Linked DNA regions of Mus musculus: regions 1, 2 and 4 are each linked to region 3. The links are chromatin contacts, called in public HiChIP or PLAC-seq and Micro-C maps. All regions are on one chromosome and are shown on one strand. Each heading gives the region's core, a stretch centred on a gene start, on an enhancer-like site or on the middle of the called end of the contact. The rest is flanking DNA. Distances are from core to core; before and after follow the strand shown.

What was found. A called contact is a pair of places that touch in the nucleus more often than the background predicts. HiChIP or PLAC-seq counts read pairs in DNA pulled down with a chosen protein or histone mark.
Region 1: a contact with region 3 is called in a FOXA1 HiChIP or PLAC-seq map of pancreatic cancer cells. The contact joins the promoter of Tex2 here to the promoter of Ace in region 3. A contact is called at or near these places in 1 of 39 promoter capture datasets (maxillary cranial neural crest) and 2 of 115 datasets of contacts at active chromatin or transcription factors (embryonic stem cells and pancreatic cancer cells).
Region 2: a Micro-C map of embryonic stem cells shows a contact between it and region 3, with 2.5 times the contacts expected there. The contact joins the promoter of Ern1 here to the promoter of Ace in region 3. A contact is called at or near these places in 1 of 39 promoter capture datasets (embryonic stem cells), 1 of 484 Hi-C or Micro-C datasets (embryonic stem cells) and 2 of 115 datasets of contacts at active chromatin or transcription factors (embryonic stem cells and pancreatic cancer cells).
Region 4: an H3K27ac HiChIP or PLAC-seq map of extraembryonic endoderm stem cells shows a contact between it and region 3, with 15 times the contacts expected there. The contact joins the enhancer-like site here to the promoter of Ace in region 3. A contact is called at or near these places in 5 of 39 promoter capture datasets (the HPC-7 cell line, cranial neural crest, hippocampal neurons and 2 more), 6 of 484 Hi-C or Micro-C datasets (Th2 cells, bone marrow-derived macrophages, cerebral cortex and 2 more), 11 of 115 datasets of contacts at active chromatin or transcription factors (differentiating embryonic stem cells, embryonic basal ganglia, embryonic forebrain and 7 more) and 4 of 9 other capture datasets (adipose tissue, embryonic stem cells, liver and 1 more).

What each region holds. Positions count from the first base shown.
Region 1 is chr11:106,611,252-106,614,800 of GRCm38.p6, forward strand. It overlaps Tex2 (testis expressed gene 2), which reads right to left and starts at 1,679. Exons shown (of 12, transcript NM_198292.3): 1 at 1,607-1,679.
Region 2 is chr11:106,485,963-106,489,091 of GRCm38.p6, forward strand. Ern1 (endoplasmic reticulum (ER) to nucleus signalling 1) reads right to left here and starts at 1,834. Exons shown (of 22, transcript NM_023913.2): 1 at 1,655-1,834. The coding sequence starts at 1,714.
Region 3 is chr11:105,966,481-105,969,691 of GRCm38.p6, forward strand. Ace (angiotensin I converting enzyme (peptidyl-dipeptidase A) 1) reads left to right here and starts at 1,468. Exons shown (of 25, transcript NM_207624.6): 1 at 1,468-1,765; 2 at 2,427-2,594. The coding sequence starts at 1,502. It overlaps Gm11651 (predicted gene 11651), which reads right to left. Exons shown (of 3, transcript NR_104047.1): 3 at 1-96.
Region 4 is chr11:105,350,774-105,353,943 of GRCm38.p6, forward strand. It overlaps Mrc2 (mannose receptor, C type 2), which reads left to right. Exons shown (of 30, transcript NM_008626.3): 30 at 1-372. Among named protein-coding and RNA genes, the nearest start is that of Mrc2, 60 kb to the left of the region's middle. Within about 2 kb of position 1,723, at least 69 of the 459 cell types and tissues checked have an H3K27ac peak or open chromatin away from gene starts, as enhancers often do. A contact at or near this core is called in adipose tissue, extraembryonic endoderm stem cells and kidney, where this site is marked.

The sequences.
Region 1 (3,549 bases), core at 429-2,928, 640 kb after region 3:
ACATACATAATACACACATACTACATACACACACATAGGAGGTTGGGGGCAGCCTAACCTTTGCTGCCTTTCCTAGAAGCAGTCTAAGAACATAACCTCTAATCACATACAGTGGTCTAGCATCGGCTAGTGGTCTAGCATCGGCTACAGCTCTCACTTCTCGCCACTCAGCCCAAACTGTCCTTCCTCGCCTATCCTTTACTACCTGTCAGTGAACTTCATCACCTCCACGTTCTAATCTGAATCTCCTTGCTCATCTCCTTTCCTGAAGACACACGTACAAGGATGTGCAGTCCCCCAGAGCCCTCCTCTATCCCTCTCCAAGCCTTCATGTCCCCTCCCTGGGAGCCCAAGGAGCAAAGATCAGCCACACTCTGGCTTCATTCTCGTAGCCTGAAGACATTTATCTGTTTGGAAGACTCTGAAAAGATACTGAAACCATTTAAGGGTTGGGAAAAGCTAACAGAAACGTTTCTCACCGGCCAATAAATCCAGACCCTTCAAACTCCCTTCCCCAAGCGCCAGAGATCACTTGTCCCTCAGTTTCCCTTGTTATTTTCCACATACAATTCACTTTCTCTTTGGATTTAATCTAGCTCCTGAAAAGACAATTCCTCTCAATTGAGCAATGGTGTCAAGACATTTGGACCTCACACCGGAACAGGACACAACCTGTGTCTTCAGGTTGTCACACTTTTCCTTTAACTCTAAAAAAATATGTCCTCCTCATCTATGAAATCTAATGACAAAGTAAGTACTCCTTAGCTCTAAGGGGAAAAAAAAGAGCGAGGGTGTTTAACAGACTTTGCCCTTAAATTTGATGCCGTGTAACCATAACAACTGATGGTTTAGGTAACCATCAACCCACTGAGGGGCTAAGTTTTCCAAAAATCGTTTTTCAGTGGGGGAAAAACTCCCTTGCACCAACTCCCGCGCGTAGAGTCGGCACTCCGGAGTGGCATGTGGTGCAATGGAGCCGGCAGCTCCTGTCCCTGCATCGGTCCCCCGGTCTCCACCACCGTCATCTCCATGCTCCCAGCGGGGCAGCTAGCGTTAGGCCTCAGCCCAATGTCACTTGTTAACCTTCCGATCTCCCCGGTTTTTGGTACGCCGCCACCTCCCTTTGAAAGCACACAAGCCACCCCTCGGTCCCCGGTGTCCGCCAGGAGTTGGGAGAAAAACAAGCGAGGCGCCGACAGCCACTGACAGATTCGCGCAAAAGTAACCGCGCTCCTCCATTCCCAAGCTTCTCCCACGGTGGCCCAGGGGGCGGAGGACGGCAAGGGCCCCACGCACAGAGGTGACAAGTGTTTTCCTTCAACGAGCGTGTGAATGCTGCTTTCCCGGACCCACACCGAGCCGCGGACGCTAGGCTGGGACCTGACGGCTTGCACCTCCCGCCCCGGGGCGACTCCGCCCTGCCCGGCCCCCAAGCAGGGAAGGTCTCTCCCGGGGCCACCCATGCCGGCGTCCCGAGCCCTGGTAGTGTGGAAGGGACCGAGCCCCGCTGCGCCAACGGCTGCGGGAGCTGCCGGTGTCCCGTAGCCGGGCCACCCAGTCAGGGCCTGCTCCGCCCGTCGCCCCACCTGGCCCGGAGCGCGCTCACCCCGGATCCGCTGGCTGCCTCATCCTACTACACCGGCGCCCGTACTTGGCGGCCGCCGCGGCTCCTGCTCCAGCTCCAGCTCCGGCTCTGGCTGGGGCCGCCGTGCTGCTGCCCGCCCGCCCCCGGGCACCGGCCGTCCCGCCCCGCCGGCGGACCCGCCCCGCGGCCGCGGCCCCCACCGCCCAACCACAGGGCGGAGGGGGCGGGGCCAGCCGCGCACCAGACATGACCAATCCAGCCAGTGCCGCGCGCCCGCGACGGGCCTGGAGGATCGGCCAGCGATCGGTCAGGGCTGTTAAAGGGGCTGCGGCGCTGCGGACTGGAAAGAAGGGGAGGCCGCGAAAAACTGCGGGTTACCTGGCAGAATCCCAGTGGGAGGAGCGAGCGTTGCACTCTCCCAATTGAAACTGAGGCGCTTTCCCCAGCTCTTTGCATTTCTTAATTTCCTCTTCCTGCAATTTAGCAACAAGTGCCTCCAAGCCGTGAGGGAAACTGTCTGGCTAGGCAGATTCTTAGGAACAGAGGTCTTAGGAGGACGTCGGACTTTATCAATCCCTGCTAGTTCCAGAAACTGGATGTCTGAGCTCCTCCTCCACACCTGACCGTAACAACCAATCGCAAACTGATTAGTAGAATTAGCGCCTAGAATTCGTGTGACGTAAATATATCATATATTATGATCTTGGGTTTTTTTTTAATACAGGGTCTCCTGTAGACTAGGCTGTTTTCAGAATTGATATGTAGCTGAAGATAGCCTTGAACTCTTAGCCTCCTGCCTCTGCCTCTACCGCTATGACTATAGGCATACACCACTACACCTGGATAACATAAGTTTACCTTAGAGGGATCGTGTCTAGGGCCCAGATAAAGGAAGGTGACTTTTAAAAATGAGTTCTCGCTTAAAATGTGCTTGGAATGGTGGAGGCTATTTTTACACCCATCAGTTCCTTACAGGGTAAAGGGAGGGGTGGAGGGGGCAGAGGGTAGGCAGGTCCCGCAGGTCCCTCATAGCACAGGGGCAGGTTGTGAGAGTGTCTTTGCTTATCAACTTTGCCTTCTAAATGAGTGGGTCCCAAACTTCAGCATCAGCCCATCCCAGAGGACTCTAGCATGTCTCAACTTTGCAATGACTGGGTCTGGGCCGTTTATTTTTCAACATTCTTTCCCCAGGAGATTCCAGTAGGGGGCGCTCTGGGGGGGCATGCTTTTTTTTTTTTTTTTTGGTTTTTCAAGACAGGGTTTCTCTGTGTAGCCCTGGCTGTCCTGGAACGCACTCTGTAGACCAGGCTGGCCTCAAACTCAGAAATCCGCCTGCCTCTGCCTCCCAAGTGCTGGGATTAAAGGCGTGCGCCACCACGCCCGGCTAGGGGCCATACTCTTTCGAGTCTCTCATTGCTGTGAAATTAAAACTCAACCGGCGGAAAATAAAGCTAGATTCCTCTGTACAATCAAAATCCATGATATGTTTGGGAGACTTGCTAGTCAGTAAACCTAGAGACCAAAAAGGAGCTCAGACTGGCCCCCTGCATGTGACACAGCACGAACTGAATGTTGACGGGCTCTAGACGCAACAGATGACAGCTGGAACTCCTCCAAGAGGAAAGGCAAGGCTGTGACCTAGCACATAAGGAAGTCAGTCTTGTTCTCTGACCAGTGAGATAATGCATAAGCATTTAATGGCAAACACACCCTCCCATGGCCCGCACTAGGACCAGTCAACCCCAGAAGGACACCCTGCCCCTCTGAGACCACATTCCAATGTCATCATCCAGTCCTACTGCCTACCCTCCTGGCTGAATTCAACTTCTAGTCCTAGTGTCCCAGACACCTGTGTGACCCAGAAGTCTTTGCCCTGGATTTGGAGGCCAGCCCTTGTATTAGTCAAGTTTCACTGGGAGAATAGAATGGATGTCAGAGATACAGAAAACAATGGGGATTTATCA
Region 2 (3,129 bases), core at 584-3,083, 520 kb after region 3:
TCTGAAAAGTAAAAGCCAACCTTTCGACTAAAAAAGTTACAGTAAAACAACCTTTGCTAAGGGCCTGGAATCTTTTATGTGAACTCTGACAAGTCTGCGTTTCTAAGCAGGACTTGAAAATACATGAACTAAAACTAAAGCTAAATCGTTGCTGGCTCCTTCTCCTATGCTGCTGAGTGACAAAAACACTAGAATCCAGCAAAAGCAGAAGAAATGCAAAGCTGTTCAGAAGGAAACCGGGTCCACCTCGGCTGGGAAACTATGAAACGTTCGAGCTCCATGGGAAACATCCAGTCATTCTGTTTATACTCGTTATCTGTGAGCAGATACCAGGCAGCAATCAATCAACCCAAGGTGAAGCGCCCAAGTTCAAAACCTGGTCCTAGTTGTGAAAAGTACATCTTTTCTTTTTAATTAGGAGAAGAAGAAGAAAACAAAACAAAAACAAAAAAACAAAAAACACCTAGGGTCTACCATGAAGAAAACGCATATAAATTTCCGTTTGGAAAAAAACAAACCAACTTGAATTTGAAAAAGTAGACCTTCTTTAATACTTCAGTAGTCTCTAAATTCTAATTTGTTATTCTGAGAGCACAGACAATTATTTACCTACAAGGCATAAGAGTTCAAAGAGTTGGCCGCGGCTGGCCCGCGGGTCTCCACACATGTCAGTCTTCCACCAGGACACCTGGTACATGATATGCCATATTAAAGGGAACACGGTACCTTCAAAGAGGTCATTAAATAGAACCAGCACAAGTGTACCATGCCCACATCCTGAAAAGTGCATTTTAAAAAAATTTTAAAGCCCCCAGTTCTTCCAACCAGAAGATGAAAATAGCCATGTCCGCCTACAAAATGTCCTCTTTAGCCAAAGTGTTCAAATCCTGAGTGGATAAAGAGTTAAATAAATATAAACCGATATTCTTCTCAAAAAAAAAAAAAAAAAAAGCGAAGACGTTTCTGACGGCCCCGCACGTGAGACAGCTTTAAGTTTTGCAGTACAACTCTGGCCCACACACCGGGTCTTTAAAAGGATCCAATGCCCACAGCTTAACTTGTTTAATGACACCTTCACTGTCTAGCAAAATTACTAGTAGGAAGCCCCCTGCCTCCGAATACAAAGAAACCTTCGGGTCAGGTAGGCAGAAACCAGCGGCGGCTGGCTAAAAACGCCGTGCCCATTCCCGGCTTCAAACGCTTTCCAAAGTCTCATTTAAAAACAAAACAAAACAAAAAACTTTCGAGTAAAGACTCAAAACTCCAGTCCACCACCCGCTTCCCCCGGCTTCGGGTGTCCATCCGCGGCCACGGCGGCAGTGCGGGCGCCCACCTGTGGAGACCGCGGGGCAGGTGGGCAGCGCGCCCAGGGCCCGGCCTTTGGGAGACAGCTCCGAGTCGCGCGCGTCCCGGGCCGTGGAGCCGCTCGCGGTCTGCCTCGGCCGCGCTGGCCCCGGAGGCGCCTCCGGAGGCGGACGCCAGTGTGTGGCCGGCCGACGCAGCTCCCACCGCCAAGCCTCCCGCAGCTGCCTCAGCCCAGGCGCCGGGCCTCCCGCCGCTGCGGCCCGGCTCGGACGCCAGCCCCCGCCACCGCGCGACTCTCCTCTGGCCGCGAGCCGGCCCGTCCCCGCACCGCACTCCCCTGGTTACTCACCCCGGGGCCGGGCGGCGGTAGCAGCAGCGCCAGCAGGAGCAACAGCCACCGGGCCGGCATGGCAGGACGTGGCCCTGACTCCGGGCCCCGCCGGCCGGTTCTGGAGCCCGCGCGAACAGAGGGCTGGACGGGGGCGCCGCAACGACAGCGCGGCACCGGCGGAGGATCGGTGGACACGGAGCTGACTGGGCGGCGGCGACACCCCCATTCCCAGCCCTATAAGTGCCTTGTGTCCCGGCTTCTTCCGGTCGGGGCGGGCTTTAGGGCGGTCCCGGGGGCGGGGGCTGTGAGAGGCGGAGTCACTGCCTGGATGGGGAGGAGCCTATGTTGTTTTGTGGGCGTGGTAAGAGTGGGAGGGTGGGGTTAGAGGCCAACGCGGTGCTAGCTTCTAGCTGCCTCCTATCCTGGGCGCTAGAAGCCGAAGACCAACTCTTGGCTTTGGGTATTTGTGGACGCTGTGCTTCTGAATGAAGAAGCTTGTTCGCAAGCCAAGGGAAAATGACATGTTGCCCCACAGGAAGTCCCACTCGCCCGATGAAGAACCCGAGGCGCCAGGCTTGCCCACAACCCTCCGTCTCCCTGCTGCCGGCCACCACTTACAAGGGTTGTCTAAGCGACCTCTAGAGCAGAGCAAGGGTTTCAGCAGCTGGCGGAAATTCGACCCTGAGACGCAGCCTTAGAGTTCACTGACGAGGGTCCTCCAGCTGTGCCTCATCCAGCCCGAAGGCCCCTTTCTTCCCTAGCCTTGCCCCTCAGGAATTCCCCGAAAGTCATGTCCAGCAGCCATCCGTTCCTCTCGGGATGAACAACAGCCAACTCATTCACCAAAAATTATAAGGAAATCATGCGGGCCTCTCGTGTCACATGTGTTTATGTGACCTTTGTAGATGTGGCCTGGTGAAGCTTGAGAGGACATGTGTCACAACTCTTTGGAGGTGGGCTGAGGACTCCAAGGTCTATTTAAGGGTGTGGATTATTAATCAGAACTAATGAGCCCAATAAGTTGTTTGGTCACTGGGTCCCAAGCTGCCCTCCTCTGAGTTGGAAGAGGGAGAACTTGTTTATAATAGGAAAGACAAAACATTCAGTGCTCAAGGAAAAAGTAGCTTATTATTCTAGTAGAAAAAGGGAGTTGCTGGGAGTGTAGTTCTGTTGGTACAGCACTTGCATAGTCTGCGAGAGAGGTACTGGGCTACATCTCCAGCCCTCCCAATATTGGATGTGTTGCCTCACACCTGAAATCCCAGCACCCTGGGGGTGGAGACAGGATCCGAAGTTCTAAGTAATCCTTGGCTACCTAGTGAGTTTGAAGCCAACCCAGATTATGTGGGGCCACGGGAGAACCGGAGCAAATTCTCTGTTTCCCCTGGCTTGCTCCTTTGACAGCCCGTTGGAATTTTCAGGTTTTTGAAGAGAAAAGGTTATCCTAGGGGGGGAAAAAACCGCAAAGAGGTAGTATATGATAGGTAGGGATT
Region 3 (3,211 bases), core at 218-2,717:
CCTGCTCTTCCACTGTCTGGCCTGGTACTCAGGAGCTCTTCAGAGACAGTTGGGCCTCCAGCTCCACCCTGTCTTTCTCTCTCCTTGCTTTCAGTTCTGTTTCTGACAGAGGGGGAAAAAAGAAAAAGAAAAACAAACAACACAAATCAGATGCGCTCAATACAAGCTAAGGCCTGTACTTACCCCTGCCCACCCACCCTCCTCTTTGGGATCCTCTTTCTGAACTCCATAGGTACCACTCTCAGAATCCCCTCCTAACCCTCCACCAGTACAGCCTGCTTCCTCCAGAAACACAACAGCTCACACAAACCCACAGCCCTCAAATCCTGGGAGCCCAAGCAATATGGACCACCTAAGTTCTCAGCAGGTGGCCCCTTGCTCCTTCCTCCTTTCTCCATCTCTACCCGTCCCCTGGGACCTCTTTGGGAGCAAGTCACCTGACAGGCCAGCACAGTCTCACTCTGAGTCCTTGCAGGTCACACAATCTCCCATGTGAACTCCATCACCCCATCTGGCAAGGACAAGGGTCCGCCCACCTCTTTGGGGGCACAGCCCTGGTGCTCAGAGGTTAACTTCACAGGCTGCTGATGCATTTAGAGGACCTGATTCTCCTTCCCCCAGGCCTGTCACTTTGAGGGACGGGTGGAGGAGACAGGGAAATGACTGGGAGTGTGGAGACCTGAGGTGACTTGAAGCCAATCTGTCTCAGGGGTAATTTCTCCATTTTTAAAAAGCAGGGGGTTGTTGTAATCTCTAAGGCACATTTTTTTTTAGCTTTCAGAGCGTGCAACTGCGAGGTTCTAGGGCTCTGTTGGGACCACACATGATGGTTCTTGTGAGTTGAACAGCTGTGTATCCAAAGAGTAGGGGCAGGCATGCCAGTGCTGATGGCCTAGTCTATGGCTCCCCCTCATAGAGCAGAATAGACTCTATTTCGAGGCATCCCAACAACCGAAGCCCAAGGTGAACTGGTTGCTGACATCTGCAGCACCTAGCCAAGGCGCCTGTCAGGACAGCTAAACTTCCCGCGCCCACGCAGGCGACCCCTTTCCTCCATGACCTGGCAACCTTAAGTCCATCCCGGTGGCACCAGCCTGCCACCCCCGCCCCCTTGTCACTCAAGAGCCCGGAAAGGCTTGGAGGGTTATGCCAAGCCTGCTGGGCTCTGTGGCCTGAGACTACGTGGTGGCGGCCAGAGGGCACGGTTGGGCCGCAGCAGTGTTTGCAGCGGGCAGGGACCCTTTTCTAGCTTCCTCTGAGAGAGCCCGATCTAGCCCCATTTCTCCATCCAGGCTGCTCCCTGGCCCCACAGGGCTCTCCTTGCCCAGGGCGGGCGGGGAATCAGCCGGGTTCGCGCTGCCGGGGACTTTGGAGCGAGGAGGAAGCGCGGAGGGGCGGGGAGGTGGGGGTGTGTCGGGAGGCGGTGGTGGCTGGGTTTTATAATCCGCAGGGCGGTCGCGGCACGAGAGAAGGGGCAGCGCCGCACCGCGCGCACCGCGCCATGGGGGCCGCGTCCGGCCAGCGGGGGCGGTGGCCGTTGTCGCCTCCGCTCTTGATGCTGTCGCTGCTGGTGCTGTTGCTGCAGCCGTCGCCCGCCCCGGCACTCGACCCTGGATTGCAGCCGGGCAACTTTTCCCCGGACGAGGCAGGGGCGCAGCTTTTCGCTGAAAGCTATAACTCGAGTGCCGAGGTGGTGATGTTCCAGAGCACCGTGGCCAGTTGGGCGCACGACACCAACATCACGGAGGAGAACGCGCGACGCCAGGTGGGTGCCCGGGCCCGGGCGGGGGCGGGGCGCAGCAGGACGCAGCGGCCAATCACAGGCCTGCGGTCCGTCGCCTAGGGCGGACAGCAGACGCCAGAACCCCCCCGCCCCCCAGCCTCAACCCTGAGCACTGAGGTCCCTAATGGGACCCCTGCCATTAGGCCGGACCCTCCCACCCGCTCTGCGCATTAGACAGGCAATGATGCTCCAGTACGGGCTGGGCACGTGATCCAAGCCAACACAGGAATGGAGTGGATGAAGCTGGCTCCTCAGAGGCCAAAATCCTCCCGAAGCGGCATCAAGGGTTGGGGCGATGGCTGTCTGCGTACAGGGTACCCAGCTTGGCTGCAGAGCCCTTGCCCTCTGGCATTTGCCTGATCTCCTGTTGAGTTTCTTTCCCTGGCCCTCCACTCACTGTCCCCTACTTTGGCCCCAATTTTCTCCTTCATTGTTCCCTTTGAACTAGATTCCCACACTTTCCAACCAGAGGGCTCAGGAGGAGGGGTGCTGCCCCTGCAAGCTCATCCCCAGGACAGGATCTCTGCAGGAACAAGGGGTCCGGAAGCCCTTAGCCTACCACTGCTCTCTCAGTTCTGTAGTCTCTCCTACCTGAGCCTCTTTCTAAGCTGGGCTACTCTTTCTACCCTCCTGGTGAGCACAGGAGGAAGCGGCCCTGGTCAGCCAGGAGTTTGCAGAGGTCTGGGGCAAGAAGGCCAAGGAGTTGTATGAGTCCATTTGGCAGAACTTTACTGACTCAAAGCTGCGAAGGATCATCGGATCTATTCGGACCCTAGGACCTGCCAATCTGCCCCTGGCCCAGCGGCAGCAGGTGGGTCTGAGGGTGGAGGCAGAACTTGAGCTCCCCGGGTGCCTATTGTGGTTGGGAAAGCAGCCCGGCAGACCGGAAGGGACTGATAGTCTGTTTGGACCTTGGCTATCAGGAATCTGGGGAGACAGAGTGCTGTTCATGGGCTTTTCCCTCCAGATGCATGGTGTGACAAGTCACTTTGTATTGTGGAGTAGAAAGCCAAACGCGGGAGCTGGCGGGTAGCTGAACTAGTGTGAGGCCCTGGAGTTCATACTCAGAATTGTATTGCACATACAAAGAGAGATGTGCTCTCTCTCTCTCTCTCTCTCTCTCTCTCTCTCTCTCACACACACACACACACACACACACACACAGCACAAAGGCCAGGGGATAGCAGGGATTCATGCCCGCTGTGAGCTGGAGACCAGCTGATGCTTGCCTCGGCTCTCTGGTCAGTGGGTACCACCTGCAAAGGCTGCTTGCACTGAAAGGGGCACCAGTATAGTAGGGGTTGGAAGAACTGGGTGGCCTTGTCTGAGTCACATCCTTCCTCCAGGCCGCTTTTTCCTTCCAGCCAAAGGGGTGGGAAGATTAACTCCAGGGGCTAATATTTGGTCACTAATATTTCCTCAACTCCA
Region 4 (3,170 bases), core at 473-2,972, 620 kb before region 3:
TAAGTTCCCTAATGTCTCCGGCTTCTGGCTCTGGCTTGGAGAGAGGGAAGATGGTTTGGAGGGGGAGGGGCGCTGGTGAGGCTGTAACCTGGGACAGCACCAGGTGCTACCATCTGGTGTGGCCTAGGAGACCAACTCATGGAACCACTCAGCACCTTTTTCCAGAGGAGAGTCCCAGCCAGGATGGAGAGTGCCAGTCCCCGTGTCCCAGTGCAGGACGATGTGAACAAAAACTCAAAGCGGACCCTCTATTGTAGTTCTTGATTCTCGAAATGTGCTATTATTGTTTGTCTTTTTTTTTTTTTTTTTAAAGAAGGAAAAAGAGAAAAAGAATAGCAAACAAATAAAAACCTTCCAGAGGCTTGAGAAGTCAGCGTTTGTGCCTCCTTCTCTGCAGAGTCTGACCCCCGCAGCCCTGTAGGGACAGATGGCAGCTCTGTCCAGTTGTTTCTGTAGCCTGCCATTTTGCCTCTGAGCTTTTGGCTCTCCTCAGGAGACAAGTCGTCCCTGCCTACAAGCGTGTGAACTTGGGCACCTGAGCTCATTGTCCCATCAGCTTGAATAGGGCGTAGAGGATCTCCTAGGGTTGGGCTGTCGGAAAGATGCTTAAGGATGTGGTGAGTGTCCTTACCAAGTGCCTCTGAGTGCATGCAGTAAGCACTCCATAAATGCTAACTGCTACTCTTATTTCTAAAGTTTTTTTTTATTACATTGTGTGTGTGTGTGTGTGTGTGTGTGTGTGTGTGTGTGTGTGTGTGCGTGTGTGTGTGTAGGGTGAGCAATATGAATACCTGGACCAGAGTGGGAGCAGAGGGTCCCTAATGTCTCAGAGGACCGACAGGGTGACTGCAGGAGTGTGGCTGAGTGGGTGCAGGCCAGGACGCAGTGGCATGGTGGATACTGTAAGGAAGGCTGCCAGTGGGAATGGCTGATCTGATCTTTAACAAGTTCATTGTAACCGCGGTAAGGGACACAGACAATGGATGGGAGATGGGGGAGGGGAAGCAGAGGAAGCCCTTGCAATCATTAAGACCTCAGAAGATGGTGGCTGGTTTGGCCTGGAACACTAGCGGTGGTTTAGAGGCGTTGTGCGTTCTCAGGCTTACCCTGTCCAGGACTTTTAAAATCTTAGTTCTACTTGTTTTGGATAGGCAGTGTGGTCATGTGGTTCAGAGCCTAAAGGAGTGAAAAGAATACATAAAGACACCCATTGAATGTTCTCGCTCCTTCCCTTGCCCATCCACCCTGGACGCTCCTGCCATGATGGTTTTCCGAGTCTCTTTCCAATGTTTGATTCAGGCTGGGGGAAGCCACTAGGAAACATGGGATCTGGATTGCCCAGGGGGACAGCAGATCAGCTGCTTTCTGCCGGGATCAGATGTGCAGGATGAATGGGTGGGACCGCCCAAGACAGAAGAACTCTAGAGAGTCCGTGAGCTGCATTCCTGAGTGTGTGTGTGTGTGTGTGTGTGTGTGTGTGTGTGTGTGGGCTCCTCCAGCTGTCCCTACTCTGCAGCTCTCACAAGACCCATGGGAGATAGGTAGGCCAGGCATTCCGGAAGGGACGGAAGGGACCGTCAATCCAAAGTAAGGTCCTTAATGATTAACCCACTTTACCTTCAAGTGATTTGCTCTCCAAACAGAGGCCAGAGTAGCCCCTTTGTGAGTCGAGTGCTTTGCTACTAGCTGTGGCTCAAGGGTTGCTCTTCAGGCTGCTGGGAGCGGCTCTGAGGGCAGGGATGCCAGTGACCATTGCCCTGAGAGAGAAGGAAGCAGCGTGGTAAAAAGCAGTGTGAGCTCTATTGGGTCATTTGAGTAGTTGAAGGAATGAGGCTCCAAATGTCCAGTGCCACCCATCTATTTGAGAGAGAGACAGAGAGAGAGAGAGAGAGAGAGAGAGAGAGAGAGAGAGAGAGAGCATGTGCATGCCAGCAGCTGACTGGGTAAGCAAGCCTACTGACCCCAGCAGCCCCAGAAATCTACCTATCTGTACCCCCAAGAGTTACGAGCATAGGCAGCTGCTGCTCCTGGGTTTTATGTGGGTGCTGAGGATTCGAACCCAGGCCCTCACCCTTCCAGGGCAAGCATGAATTGACTCCCCAAACCTTGACAAGTTAATTTTTCCTTTTCTTTCTCTGGTGACTGGAGTCTTGCCAGAGGCCACATTCAATCCAAGTTTGTCCTACAGCCTCTTAGGCCTGGGGGCTCCCCAGAGAGTATGTTCTAAGCCTTCCTGCAGAAGAGTTAGGGAATGTTCCCGTAGTTCTCTGAGTGGTCAGGAAGAAGGCTCTGGACCTGGCCACTTGCCCTCTGGCTCCCAGCCAGTTCTAGTTTTAGAACATGTGACAAGGACTTCTATCTTCTGGTGGGGCTCAGTTCAGTTGACCACGAAGCATCTCTTCTGTGTGCCAGGTTCTCTGCGGAGCCTGCTGAGTGGCAGATGGCCTGAGACCTGTCCCAGGCCTGAGCGAAGGGCACTGTCTACCAGGCACGGAGCCCAGCTTTCCCTTGCAGGTCTGAACTGGCCCAGCTTCGAGCACCTGAATATTCAGTGACAGCTCAATGAATCCATGAATGAATGGGAAGACAGGGCAGCTCTCCAGAGAACAGCATTCCCCTATCTCCTATCAAAGCAGAGATGGCCTCCTCCCAGGTACCCTGGCAGAGCAGGCCTGGCCCAGTGGGCAGCTCTCTGAGGCCACAGGGGCAAGGAGCCAGCCAGCCTCACCACATGGCTATCCTGGAACAGAGCCGCCCAAACCTGGTCAAGCTGCCTGGACCAGTGGGGCAGGAGTCTCTGGCAGACCTGAGGTAAAGAACTAGCATCGTGAGGGAAGGCAGAAAGGAGACACTCAGGGAAGTCAGAAGAGGACAAATGAGGGATTGAAGAGGGTCCAGCATGAGAAGAAAGTGCCCAGATCTTCCCGCAGGCCTGACTTTCCTTAGGAGGGTGTTGCCAAGAGGCCTCAGGGAACTGCTGACTTCAGTCTTTGGCTCCCATCAGAATCAGCTCCATTGCATCAAAGGGGAGGGGCTGGCTTTAACCCTTCCTTGTCTGAAAAGCAAGTAGTTACAGACACTAGAAAGAGGTCTGAGCAACTGCCAGGCACCAAGGTTCAAGGCCATGTATTCAGAGAAGCCAAATACTGAATTTATCAGTTGGCTGGTGG